Regions from separate parts of the Mus musculus genome. Here region 1 is linked to region 2. A link is a contact called in public Micro-C data. All regions are on one chromosome and are shown on one strand. Each heading gives the region's core, a stretch centred on a gene start, on an enhancer-like site or on the middle of the called end of the contact. The rest is flanking DNA. Distances are from core to core; before and after follow the strand shown. Region 1 has its middle 18 kb from the start of Zfp810. Region 2 holds the start of Elavl3 (ELAV like RNA binding protein 3).

Region 1 (6,449 bases), core at 77-2,576, 280 kb before region 2:
AATAGGAAGCCTGACTAAGACAGTAGTAAATATATTCAGACAGGATAGGAATGATAACTTTAGGTAACTTTGACAGGTTGTGTAGGTAAAGTATATTTTGTATTAGCAAAGGAATATTTGGCTAGGACTAGAATAAGAAAGCTGGCACAGTGGCATAAGATGGTGGTGACAGAAATGAGTTTGTCCAGGCAGGTTCAGGCCATGACAACAGGCCAGGGGTGTGGGAGCATGGATAGATAAGTGCTTGGGCCGTTTGTGCTGCATAGCCCACATGGCGGAGGCTGGATGGCAGCAGTTCCCGTGGTAGAGGTCTGTGAGTCTCACAGCAGCCAGTAGGTGGCAGTGGTTCTGGGTGGCAGGGCCTTGGCGTTGGTGGCTGTAGCTGCACAGTGGCCCACATATCGCTGGCTGGGGCGTTAAGCCATGGTGGCTGTAGCTGCACAGCAAGGCCGGCAGACCTGTGGCTCCCCGGGCCGGTGGGTTGGGGCAGAACTGTGCAATGGGCCAGTGGCAGTTGAGGCAGAGGCACCGCAGGTCAGGCCTGTGAGTCTGTGCCTTTGAGGGGCGGGGATTCCTACCAGCAGCCAGAAGTCACGGCCCAGAGTCCACAGTGGGCGGGGAAAGGCAGCTCCTGAAAGAGCGTGTCGTAGCAACGTAGTTGGGGTGCACCCCACCGCTAGCCTTTATAAGTCCTAGACAGAGAGGGAAAGAGGAAGGGAGAAAGGGGCTCGCGTGTGCAGGAAAACGGCTTTGGCAGGGGCCAGCAGGTGGTTGTGCACATGGGACAGCAAGTCTCACAGACGGGACCTCTGGCAGGAAGCAACGGGCTTTTCCCACCACGAACTGAGAGTAAAGGAGCAGAGTGGGGAGGACAGCAAGTAGGGTCCCTAACTGGTGTGCAGCAGGCCACGAGTGAGGAAGGCAGAGACCAGCAGAGTGCACGCAGGCTGAGAGAGCCGAGTGCAACTGCCAGTCCGGGTGAGACTGTCGCAGAGAGCAAGAAGAGGGGAAGGGCAGCAGAGTCCCTGGCAGGGGGCCAGAGCCAGACCCGCTTGAACCGGCAGAACCTGCTGCCACAGTGGGAGTGAGAGCCAGCAACTGAGGGCTGGGGCGAGGGGAAAGTCTGAGCTACAGGTCTTTAGCGAGAAAGTGCTAGTTTAGCGGGGATGTAGACATATTATTTTAGACCAAGACGTCCCATTAAATAGGGACAGAGGTGGCGAAGAGTGACCCCTGGGCGAGAGAATAGCATTATTAACTGCTACTACCAGCGTCCTGAGGGCATTAATAACCCGAGAGAGATTCTAGCACAGGCCAGACTGCCAGGTCATCACCTGTGGGCCGGGAGCCAAGGCTCAGAGCCTGTGCTCTTGAGCCAGAGACCAGTTCACCTTGGCTGGGAATTTCTGAGAAAGAAACTGTCTCCAAGGAGAGGGAAATCTCACACAAGGGGCAAAGTCCTAAAATGGGGGTCAGGGCAGCAGAGGCGTAGCTCTGAGCTCAAGAACTCTCCCCCTGGGACCATGACGGGTTTGCTCTGACCAGTGGGGGATGGGGGGGGGAGGGGGTTACCAGTGAGTGTGGATCTCTTGTGGTGGCTGAAATGGGATGCAAACTGCAGAGTTTCTAGATCCAAGTCTCGGCACCAATGCTGTGATTATAAAAAGGTAAAGAAGAATTAAGATATGTTCTATGGGGGTGTGGTGAGGTATGGGGGAAGGGGATGCCTCAGCCGGCCCATGCCAAGGCATCCCCCTCCCGGAAGGACCAGCCACACAACTGGTATTGTATAGAATAGAGTTTATTCAGGGCATGGGGAGGGGAATTAAGAGAGTAGTAGAGGCAAAGAAAGGCAGCGAGAGGGAGAGAGTAGAGAAGTAGAGGCTGGCCATGACCATGTGGAGTGAGGGGAAGGGAAGAACACAGGAGGGCAAGAGAGAAAAAAGCAGGGGTAAGAGAGAGAGGAGGGGCAAGCAGCCCCTTTCATAGTGGGACAGCTGTTGTCAGGTAACTGGGGAGGAGCATACCTGGCTATTGCCAGGTAAGTGTGGGGCAAGTTTAGACAGAATGCTAACAGGGGGGTCTATCTGGAGTTTACAGGCCAAACAGTGAAGGAAGGATGTGTCTGGAAGGAGAAATTGCTGATACGGGGCTGAGAGAACCAAAAGGAAAGGGAACCTCCAAAATACTGATGAAGGGGGGCTGTAGGGCGGGAGGTGAATGTGGGGTGCCGGGTAAGAAAGAGGCATAGACCAGAACTCGGCCGCCACCCTTTACTAAGAACTGGATACCCAGAGTTAGGAGTCATGAGGGCCAAGCAGGTGTGGAAGGCTCTGTAGGCCCTCCTCTTCCAGGTCCATAAAATGGTAGGAACCAGCTTGAGGCAGGGGAATTGCAGTGTGGGAAATTGCACAACTGTTCCATGAGACAGTCAGGGATCACCAACCTCAGCTGGTAAGGAGACTGCAAAGGCCTCTAGTCAGAGATCTCTAATTCCTAAAAGAATTTATACTGTCAAGAGACTAAGCCCTAAGAGGCAATCTACTACCTCTCTGATTTTCATTTTGATAATGGAATTTCACATCAGTCTAAGTGTGTGGTTGCTGAGACAGCCAGTGTGTCAGAGGGCAGCCTGGGCTAGAGACCGAAAGCCTCTGTCAAAAGAGCTAATAAGGATTTTCACAGTTCAACATAATTCATGTAGCTGTAATCTCATCATTTGGGGAAGATTAACACTTCATGTTCCCCATATTTAAATGTTAATTTTTTTGACCAAACTAAAAAGAATTTAAGTACAGTTGCGATTTGACTGTCCCAACATCTATTTAAAAATGACATGGATGGTGATAGAGAGGTGGCTCAGTGGTTAAGAACACATACTGCTCTTGCAGAGTCCTGAGTTCAAGTCGTAACACCCACATGAGGTAGCTCACAACCTATCTCCAGCTCCAGGGGAATCGATCCTCAGGTATGCATAATTGAAAGTGGAAATTTTTATTTTTTTAAATATTTATTTATTTATTATATGTAAGTACACACCAGAAAAGAGGGCATCAGATCTCATTATGGATGGTTATGAGCCACCATGTGGTTGCTGGGATTTGAACTCAGGACCTCTGGAAGAGCAGTCACTGCTCTTAACCGCTGAGCCATCTCTCCAGCCCGAAAGTGGAAACTTTTAAAGTGAATGAGCAAAGCCTATAGACTTACTTGCTCTCCTCTATTCCGTTTTCTCACACAGTTGTATAATAATGTATTTTATTTTTTTGAGTAAAATATATAAGAAACTTTCATATTTTAAATGTTGAAAATTCTATATGGAATTATAGCACTTATTATTAATAATGCTTTTCTACACATTTAAAGTAGTTAAAGAGTAAAACTTGGTGAGAAATGTATCTTGGGCTGGCTCAGCAAGCCAAGGTGCCTGACGGCAACCCTAGCAACCTGAGTTTAATCTGTGGGACCAAGACAGTGGAAGAAGAGAACCCCTCTAGTTGTTCCCTGGCCTCCACACTTGCTCCTGAAGTAGAATATGGTAGAAAAGACCAATTATTAAAAAGTGATTTATTTAGTGATTCACTGTATTGGTTATTGTCAGACATAACTGGAAAGGGCCCAAAGCCTTTGTAAAAGGGAGACATGGAACGGAGTGGTGGTGGTACACACTTTCAATTCCACTACTTGTGAGGCATAGGAGGGCAGATCTCTGTGAGTTTGAGACTAGCCCAGTCTACAGAGCTTGTTGGAGGATAGACAGTCAAGGGCTACACAAAGAAACCCTGTCTAGAAGGAAAATCAAAACAACAAAAAAAGGGAAGAAAGAGTGGAAACTAAATGGGTCATTGCCCATAATAGCCTAACCGCAAAAGCTTACACCTGCCTGCTGTAACATGTGCCTTGAAGAATCACATGTAACCTTAACTAGTGGTTGTAGATTCTCCTCCAAAAACCATGGTTTCACCAGCACTTAGTAGTTAGCTAGGTTTCCAGTACAAGTGAAGGTATCCTTGTCAAAGAGTTGTGTGTACAATTACACAGCCATTGGTTGCCATCAAGGTATATGTGCCACTACTGCGCCCTCAGGATTCTTGCGCCATGTTAGCCATTGCTGTGGGTCATGGGCATACCTGGGTAAAACTGTTGGTTGCCTCCCTGTTTTGGAAGTTTGCATGGCACCTCCTGGTACTATGAATGCTGGTCTTCAGGAAGGGGACCTTGAGGTCAGTTCTAGCTCATAGACCACCACGCCCAGCTTGTATATAGCTTTTATGATATTGAGACATGTTCCATCTAGCCATACATTCTCTAGGATTCCTATCATAAAAGCATAATCCTTAACAACAATGGATAAATATTTGTCCTTATACCCTGTCCTAGTTAGGTTAGAGTTTATTTGCTTTGACGAGACACCATGACCGTGGCAAATTCTATAAAGGCAAACATTTGATTGGGGCTGGCTTAAATTTTCAGAGGTTCATTCCATTATCATCATGGCAGGAAGCAGAGGAGTGTACAGGCAAACCGTACTGAAGCAGCCAAGGGTTCCACATCTTGATCCAAAGGCGGGCATAAAGAAGAGGATCTTCAGGCAGCCAAGAGGATGCTCTCTTCTGTACTGGGTGGAACCTGAGCATAGGAGTCCTCAAAGCCCACACATACAATGACACACTTCCTCCAACAAGGCCACACCTTCTGATAGTGCCAATCTCATGTGCCAAGCATATTCAAACCACCACATTCCACTCCCAGACCCCCATAGGCGTGTTCAAACACATGAGTCTATGGGGGCCACCCTAGCCATAACATAACACAAAATACATTTAGTCCAATTCCAAATGTCCCGATAGTCTGTCAAAATCTCAACAATATTTAAAAGGCCAAAGATCAAAGTTTCTCCTGATACTCATGTGTAATCCTCTATAAAATCAAAATTAAAAGGCAGATCACGGCCTTCCAGCATCACAGGATGTACATTAGACTCCAATATCATAGTAAGGAAATGCTGGACCAAGGCCTGGCAGAAAACCATGTAGGTGAACTCCAAACTCTGCATCTCCATGTCCAATGCCAAACTGCTCTGCAGATTTCTAATACTTTCATCTTTGTTGACTGCAACAAACTTCTTTCTCTTGGGCTGGTTCCACTTCTTGTTAGCAGCTTTCCTTGGCAGGTATCCCATGACTTCGGCATCTTCATCACTATGGGGTATCCAAGGCAACTTTAACTATACAGTTTCTTGTCCAATATCTGGGACACATGATCTTCTGGGATTCTCCAAAGGGCTTGGGTTACTTTTCCAGCTCTGCCCACTGACGCACTCTGGGCTCTGGTAGACTCTATTGCACAGCTGCTGCTGTTCTTGGTAGTCATCCCATGGTACACTGGGGAATTCTGCTACAACTATGTTCCACCAGTACCCTCTTAGGCTCTCTTCAAGGTACTAAGCCTCAATTTCTTTGCATGACCCCCCATCAAGCCTTCAACTGCCTCTGAAGCTATACCTTCCCCAATGGCCTTCTCTGACCTCTCACGGTGCCGAGCCTCAGCTGCTCTCGGTGATCCCTCCATGCCTTCAAACCAGGATTACTTGGACGCTTCTTAGATATCACCAAGTCCAGGTGTGAGCACAGTGTCTATCTCTCTAACACAGCTGCTTTGTTTTCTCAAAAAAGCACGTCCCAAATTTTAGCTCAGTGGTTGTCTTAGTTAGGATTTCACTGCTGTGAACAGACACCATGATCAAGACAAGTCTTATAAAGAGAACATTTAATTGAGGCTTGCTTGCAGGTTCAAAGGTTCTGTCCATTGCCATCAAGGTGGGGGCATGGCAACATCCAGGCAGGCAAGGTACAGGAGGAGCTGAGAGTTCTACATCTTCATCTGAAGGCTGCTAGTGGAAGACTGATTTCCAAGAAGCTAGGATTGTTGGGCCCCATTTGGCCCTGGTTTGGGCCTTGAAGACAAACCCCAGCCTGGCTCGAGTTTCTGCAGCTTTGTGGGAGAGCCTAAGCCTGGCTCGAGTTTTGAGACCTGTCTCAGTCACTTCCATATCAAGATGACTCAGCAAGTCCTGTTTGGCCCTGCCTCTGCCCCACCACTGCTGATGTAGAGCTTTGCCATTGGCCCTGTCAGTCACTCCACACCCTCCATCACCCTTCCCTGCCTCCTAAGTCATCTTACCCCACCAAAAATCCTCCTCCCTATGTTCCAAATTTATATAAGTGAGAGGCTGATGCCATAACGTTGAGTTCCTGTTTTGACAAGATTCCTGGCTTGGTTGTGCTTCTTTTGGGCCGTCGACACTGGCCATCCTGCTCAGCCCTGGAGAGACCCTGGTGGGACTGGGACCTCTCTCCTCTTGCCTGGACCTGCCAGCAAGGAGCTGGCATAAGGTGATGGTCTTAAAGTCCACACCCACAGTACCGTACACACCTATTCCAAAAGAC
Region 2 (6,445 bases), core at 1,396-3,895:
AGGGGAACGTGGGGTCAGGGGTGAGCTATCATTTGGGGGAGGTCCTGCTTCCGCAGCCGAGTTGCCCTACAAACCCGGAGGAGCCTGCTTTGCCATCGCCCCTACTGTGTGGATCACTGTGATTAGCCCGCCCTCTCCAGCGCGTGCGCCCTCTCATTGGCTCAATCTCCAGAGCTTCTTACAATTGGGTCTCTCGAGAGCCATTTCTGATTGGTTAAATCAGGTTGATTCGCACTCTAGACAAACCGGATCCTGAAAGGGCATACAAGAATAAGAATAGGGGCCGGGCAGGGGAGGCAGAGGCAGGCGGATTTCTGGGTTCGAGGCCAGCCTGGTTTACAAAGTGAGTTCCAGGACAGCCAGAACTATACAGAGAAATCAAAAAAAAAAAAAAAAAAAAAAGAATAGGACTGCTGAGACAGCTCATGGGTAAAGGCGTCTACCTTCACCCCCTTCCCCCAAGATTGGCTGAGTTCGATTCCAGGGCGCTACATCTTGGAAGAAGAGACCAAAATCCTGAAAATTGCCCTCTGACCCACACCCATGCACCATGACACACGTGCATGTTCTCTCTCTCTCTCTCTCTCTCTCTCTCTCTCTCTCTCTCTCTCTCTCTCTCTCTCTCTCTCTCTCTCTCTCTCTCTCGCACACACACACACACACACACACACACACACACAATGTTAATTCAAAACAAAACAAAAAGTTTGAGGTTAGGCTAGGTCTTGTGATTCTGGCTGCTCCCAGCAGCGCTTTCCCACTTTCCCACCCTGTCAGACCGCTGTCTGTGGTGCTGAAGCCTTGCGTGAGCCACCCCCCTCCCCCAATCCCGCTCCAGCAAATGTTCTAAACACTAAAGGAGGTGTTGCCACTCCAACCTCCTTTAAAAAATTAAAAAAATAATAATAAAAAAATAAAAAGCGTGCTTTCACAGGACAACCAAATACATGCCCAAAAAGCCAAACAATCAGTACGACTCTCAAGTCTTGCTTATCCAAGTTTGGATACCTATTTATGACCTCTTAAGCTGTATGAGTCTAATGGGGATCTATCATACCGAACCTTTAGCACAAACCTCTTCACCTGCTTCGGAGCAGTGTGATGTCCCCCTGACAGAAAAGGTGCTAGCGCCCACATTCTGAGGTCTAGAGTACTTGGCACACTTAAAACCAACACAATGTGTGTCCTTCCAAGGATGATAAAGACCACCCTAAACGCTCAATCATTTCCCTCGCCACCACTTTTCCTTTCTTTCTTTTTTCTGTTGCTGTTCTTCTTTGTTTTTTGTTCATTTTGCTACAAGGTCTATGTAGCCTAGGCTGGCCTGGAATTCACTACATAACTGACCCTGACTTTAAGATTCTGACCCTTTTGCCTCAGCACCCCCAGTGTTGTGATTCCAGGCTTGTTTATGTGGTGCTAGGGATCGGATCTGGGGTTTCATGGGCTAGTAACTGAACCAATCCTCAACCCATTTTTTTTTAATTTATTACTATTAGTGTGTGTGCATGTGCGTGTGTGTGTGTGTGTGTGTGTGTGTGTGTGTGTGTGTGTGTGTACCATGTAGAGTTGATTCTCTCTTTCTTTCTTTACATGGGTTCAGGGGATCACACTTCAGGTCGCTACCTAGCATGGTGGCAAATATCTTTCATTCCAACACCTGGGAGAGGCAGATGGATACCTGAGCTGGAGGCCACTCTGACCTATCAAGGACGTTCCAGGACAGTCAGTGCTACACCGAGGAACCCTGTCTCAAAAAACAAACAAACAAACATCAGATTTCCAGGCCTGTATGGCAAGAACCTTTTCTTGCTGAGCTATCTTTCCAGCTTCCTGCAGCCTTCTGTTTTGTTTTATTTTATTTTATTTATTTTTGAGAACCGGTCTTATGTAACCCAGGCTGGCTTTGAACTCTTGATCACTCTGACTATCTTCTAAAGTTAGCCTTACATCGTGCTCACCTTACTTTTGTTTTATGTTTGGTTGGTTGGTTGGTTTGGTTTGGGTTTTTTTGTTGTTGTTGTTGTTTGTTTGTTTAGATTTTCTTTTCTTTGTTCTTTAATTAAAAAAAAAAAAACCCAGGGTCTCCTAAGCAGCACGCAACAGCCTGAAGTTTGCTATGTAGCCCAGATCAGCATAAAGTGCTGTGTAGCCCATGCTAGACTCAAACTACCTTCCTGGCTCACCACACCTAGTATTCTAATATCACCAGAGGCCATGTGGAAACAAAAACTGTTCACTTCGGATCTAGCAGAACGGGTCTGGGTCTGAGTGTTTGCCCTTTCCCAGCCCTCCCAGACATCACCCATGCACCCCTGGTTGTGTTTGGGTCACCAAAGGCTGTTTTTTACCCCTTCAGAGTTAGATGCTGGACTGAAGAGGGGAACCCAATTTGTCGGCAAAGCTAAAGTAATACTCGAGAGTGGTGTCAAGACTAGAGTCAGAGTCCGCAGGCAAGAAAGAGCCAAGATCTGATGCCTCATCCTATTCTCTTTTGGCACGCAGAGTCTAGGCCCGCACTCGCTTCCACCTGCCGCGCCGTCGGGAGCCGGGAGGAGGCGGAGACCCACCGTCTCAGCCAATGAGCGACGCCGGCGCTGGCAGCTGCCTCTATAAAGGGCTGGGGGCGGCGGCAGTGCGACCCAGAGCGCGGAGCGCGCAGCGCGGGCCGGTGGGAGGGAGGGAGGGCGGGCGAGAGGAGAGGACCCATCACCCGGCACGGGACAGGCCGAACTGAGGGCCCGCCGCAGAAGGCAGAGCTGCCGAGATCTCAGTCACAGAAAGAGCGACTTCTTCAGGCCCGGCGGGGCCGCGCTCCGGGCACCCTCCACTGCGTGCCCGCTCCCTCCATCCACCTGCCGCTGGGGGTCTGGCCGTCGAAGCGCGCATCCCCAGGCTCGGGTCAGTTCCCGGCCTTCGAAGGCGCCGCCGCCTCCATCTCCTCCTCTGCAGCGGCCGCAGACGCAGACGCCCGGGCGGGACCCCGGCGTGAGCACCAGGCGCCCCCCTAGGAGTGCACGACCCCCGGAGCCGCCCTCGATACGGACCGCGCCCGCCGGGCACACAAGAATGGTCACTGTAGGTACTCCCTTGTCGCCGCGAGACGAACACGGGAGGGAGGGGCGGAGGCTGGCTCCACGGAAACGCGGGGAGTGGGGGGGTAGGACCAGGCCTAGCTAGGCCTAGGGGAGGGGGGGGGGTAGTACCGCGCCTCGGGCCTGAGAGTGGCCAGAGCTGCATCCGGAGTTTTGGGGAGTGGAGCCTGGTTCGAGAGGCTTTGGAAAGCCAGGCTGTGTACAGGGTGCCCTCAGCCACCCGGTGGTCCTTGTGGCTCCTCACTGGAAGGCTGTGGGGGAGGGGCCGCGGCGGCGGAGGATGCTTCCAGCATCCCAGGCCCAGACCCGCAGGCCGCCCAGGAGGACAAGGGCCACGATCTCCCACTGTTGGTCCGGGTAATGCCACTCGGCCTTCTCTGAGAGCTTTTTGGGGGGGAGGGGAGATGGAGAGGCGGGTGGCGTCGGATCGCGCTGCTCTAAGCCCGAGCCGCACCCGAAAGGCGGGCATCTTCGTCCTCGAACCCCGTCGACCTTGCGGCAAGCGGGGAGGGGAAGAGGAGGGGGCGCCCTGAGGCCTCGCGGCGGCCGCCGTGATCCCTTTGTTTCTCCGCCGGGCCGTAGCCTCGCGCGGGGCCTTGGGGCTGCGGGGGGGGGGGTAGTGCGGGAGGGGGGCTCCCCGTTCCCCGGCCGCTGCCTCCGGGTGAGGGCGTCCGGGGCTGCAGCAGTACTCCATAGGGCCTGCTGCACGCGCCCTCCCCGGTCAGGGCTCCGGGCCGCAGGGTGACCTTGAACGCGCCCGCAAATCGGGCCGCCTGGCCGGCGCACGGTTGCTTTCAGCAGCCTCGGAGCTGGTCAGCTCCCGAACTCACGGCCCCGCCCGACATGCCACGCCCTGTCGTGCCACGCCCATCCAGGCCCCGCCCCTAGGCCCCCTGGACCTGGCCTCAAGCGAGCCCTAGGACCTCCACCCCGCAGCCCGGGCGTGTCCCGGGGCGGGGCTGGCCAGTGCTCACCGCACCCTGGCTCCACCCCCGCCTCCCTGAGCGACTAGCTCCCCGCGCCGCCAAGCGTCCTTTGTCTGGTCCCCGCGCCCAGCCTACCTTTTCCGCTCTTTGGAGATCTCTTCCTGTGTGTCTCTGAACACCAAGTGTTGTTCCCGGCCTCCTTTTCGAGTCGTGGTGTGCACGGTGGGGGTCGGGAAGCTCAGTAGTCCATCTTGAGTCTCCTCTCTCCTGGGCCCTGGCACTAGGCCACCTGGCTTTAAGAAAGAACCACCTCCTCCCCATGCCTTCCCAAGGGCTCAGCTTGCTGTGTGACCTCAGGCTATTTTCTTACCATCTCTGGGCCTCAAGGTGCTCATCCAGGTCTGAGAACAGGAATGTAGCCTCCTGGAGACTCTCAGAAACCCTACAATATACCTCCAAGACTTCCCTCATCTGTTGTTCTGTTTGAAAAGAGAAGAGGGTGTGGTCAGAGGTTACAGCAGGGCCTGGAGACCCTTGGAGGCCTGGAATTACCACTGGTGGTGGTGGGGACACTCAAGAAGGGATGCCTTGAGGATAGACCAGGAGGAAGTGAGGGGATGCCGGATTCAGTGGGGCCCCTCGTAGATTAGAAGTAGAAGGAAAAGGGCTCAGAAATACAAGGTTCGGTCTGTACCACGTGGTGGCCCTGACTTGCTGTGCTTAGATAGCCACTCAAAGCCCTATTGTCACCAGTATCCAGGCATCTGTCACTGTGACTGGAGGCCAGAGGCCCAGCTGGAGGCCAAGGGGGTCTGAGGAGCAAGTAGCTTTAGGTGTGTTGCTGACAAATTCCTTCTTCAGCTGTGTGTGATTGGGAGTAAGGGCAGTTACAAAGAGGGAGTCTGGGGGTGGGGGAAAAGAGAAAGAGTGAGGGGGCTGTTTAAGCCTAGAGTGGGAAACAGGCCCACAGGAAGAGCGGAAGGGAGGGAGATAAGGTCCCCATCAGTCAACCTTGCCTCTCCTGTCCCCCCTCCTTTCTGTCCTGGACCAGGGCAGCCCGGGTGTGGCTTCTGCCAATCCCATCCCCATTATCGGCTTAGGCGGCTCAGTTGGTTCAGCTGTGAAATGAACACCCGGCCCTGCCCAGCTAAGCTGGTGCACGGCAAGGCGAGAGAAGTAGTGAAAGAAGCGCAGGCTGGGCAGTGAACCCCTCGGAACTAACACAGCCTGGTATCCCCCAGTTGTGGGCAGGATGGCTGCCAGGTAACTCCATAGACGCTGGGGTCGAGTCAGGTGTCATGCTGACTCAAGGCTGGCAATATGGCTCAGCAGGGGCTTGCGACCAACTGGACCAACTTGAGTTGCATCGCTGGAACACACAGATGGAAGGAAAGAACCAACACCCAAAGTTGTCCTTCCATCTCCACACGGGTGCAGGAGCACACACACGCGCGCACACACACACACAGGCCTGCGTAGGCTCCAGAGCAAACACTAAATTCCTCACTAAGAAATGGAACAAATGCTTTCCACTTTTCTATATAGCACTGAAAGTCTAAAAACATGTAGCTGGGTGTGGTGACACATTGCCTTTGATCCCAGCACTTGGGAGGCAGAGGCCAGTGGATGTCTACCACTTCAAGTCCAGCCTGGTGAGGTCCAGGACAGCCAGGGCTACATAACGAGACCCTGTCTCGAAATAAAACAAAAATCCAAACTCCATATGCTCAGTGCCTGTCACCCAGTAAGGCTTCACTTGTGACAGTGAAGACACAGAGCGCCTAGTGTGCACAGCGTCTTATGTTCAGTCCCCACTCTCGTCCCCACAAACAGCAAAGCTCAGAGCCCAGTGACCAGCAGGCACACAGGGATGCTTTGCTCTCCTGGGACGTTTGCTTATCTTTTGATTCCGTTTTGTTGTTTGGAAGACAGGTATTGTTCTGCATCAGGTTCCAAGGTTCCGGGAATTACAGGCATGGGCTACAGTCTTGGCTTGCTAGTTTTGTTTTGTTTTGCTTTGCTTTGTGGTGTTTTTCGTTTTGGTTTGGTTTTGTACTGCTGGGGCTCAAACCCAGGTGTTCTGCTCTGCCACAGTTATGCTGTCGTGGCTGCTGTTACTATTATTGGCCTTTCGTCCTTTGATCCTGGGCTTTATTTTTAACTTTTATTACACTTTTAAATTAGTTTATTTCTGTGTGAAGATCAGAGGACAACTTGCAGGATTTGGCTCTCTCCTGTGTGGATTCCAGGTGTCAAACTCAAGTTCTCGGTGGCAAGCTACTTTATCTGATGAGCCCTGGGTTTGAGTGTCTGCTCTGCCTTTTCACCCGGTGCAATCCCTGTGTTCGGAGGAGAAAAGACACTCATAATGTTTCGTGTTGGGAGGATTTCTAGAAGTTTCTCATGAAAAAAAAAAAAACTGTG

What was found. Hi-C and Micro-C count contacts between places; a contact is called where the count stands out from the background.
Region 1: a contact with region 2 is called in a Micro-C map of embryonic stem cells, with 2.6 times the contacts expected there. The contact joins the enhancer-like site here to the promoter of Elavl3 in region 2. A contact is called at or near these places in 2 of 39 promoter capture datasets (the C10 cell line and HPC-7-derived erythroid cells) and 6 of 484 Hi-C or Micro-C datasets (B cells, CD4 T cells, LSK cells and 2 more).

Annotation. Positions count from the first base shown.
Region 1 is chr9:22,322,183-22,328,631 of GRCm38.p6, reverse strand. No RefSeq gene overlaps it. Among named protein-coding and RNA genes, the nearest start is that of Zfp810, 18 kb to the right of the region's middle. Within about 2 kb of position 1,326, at least 82 of the 459 cell types and tissues checked have an H3K27ac peak or open chromatin away from gene starts, as enhancers often do. A contact at or near this core is called in embryonic stem cells, where this site is marked.
Region 2 is chr9:22,048,223-22,054,667 of GRCm38.p6, reverse strand. It overlaps Elavl3 (ELAV like RNA binding protein 3), which reads left to right and starts at 2,645. Exons shown (of 7, transcript NM_010487.2): 1 at 2,645-3,078. The coding sequence starts at 3,070.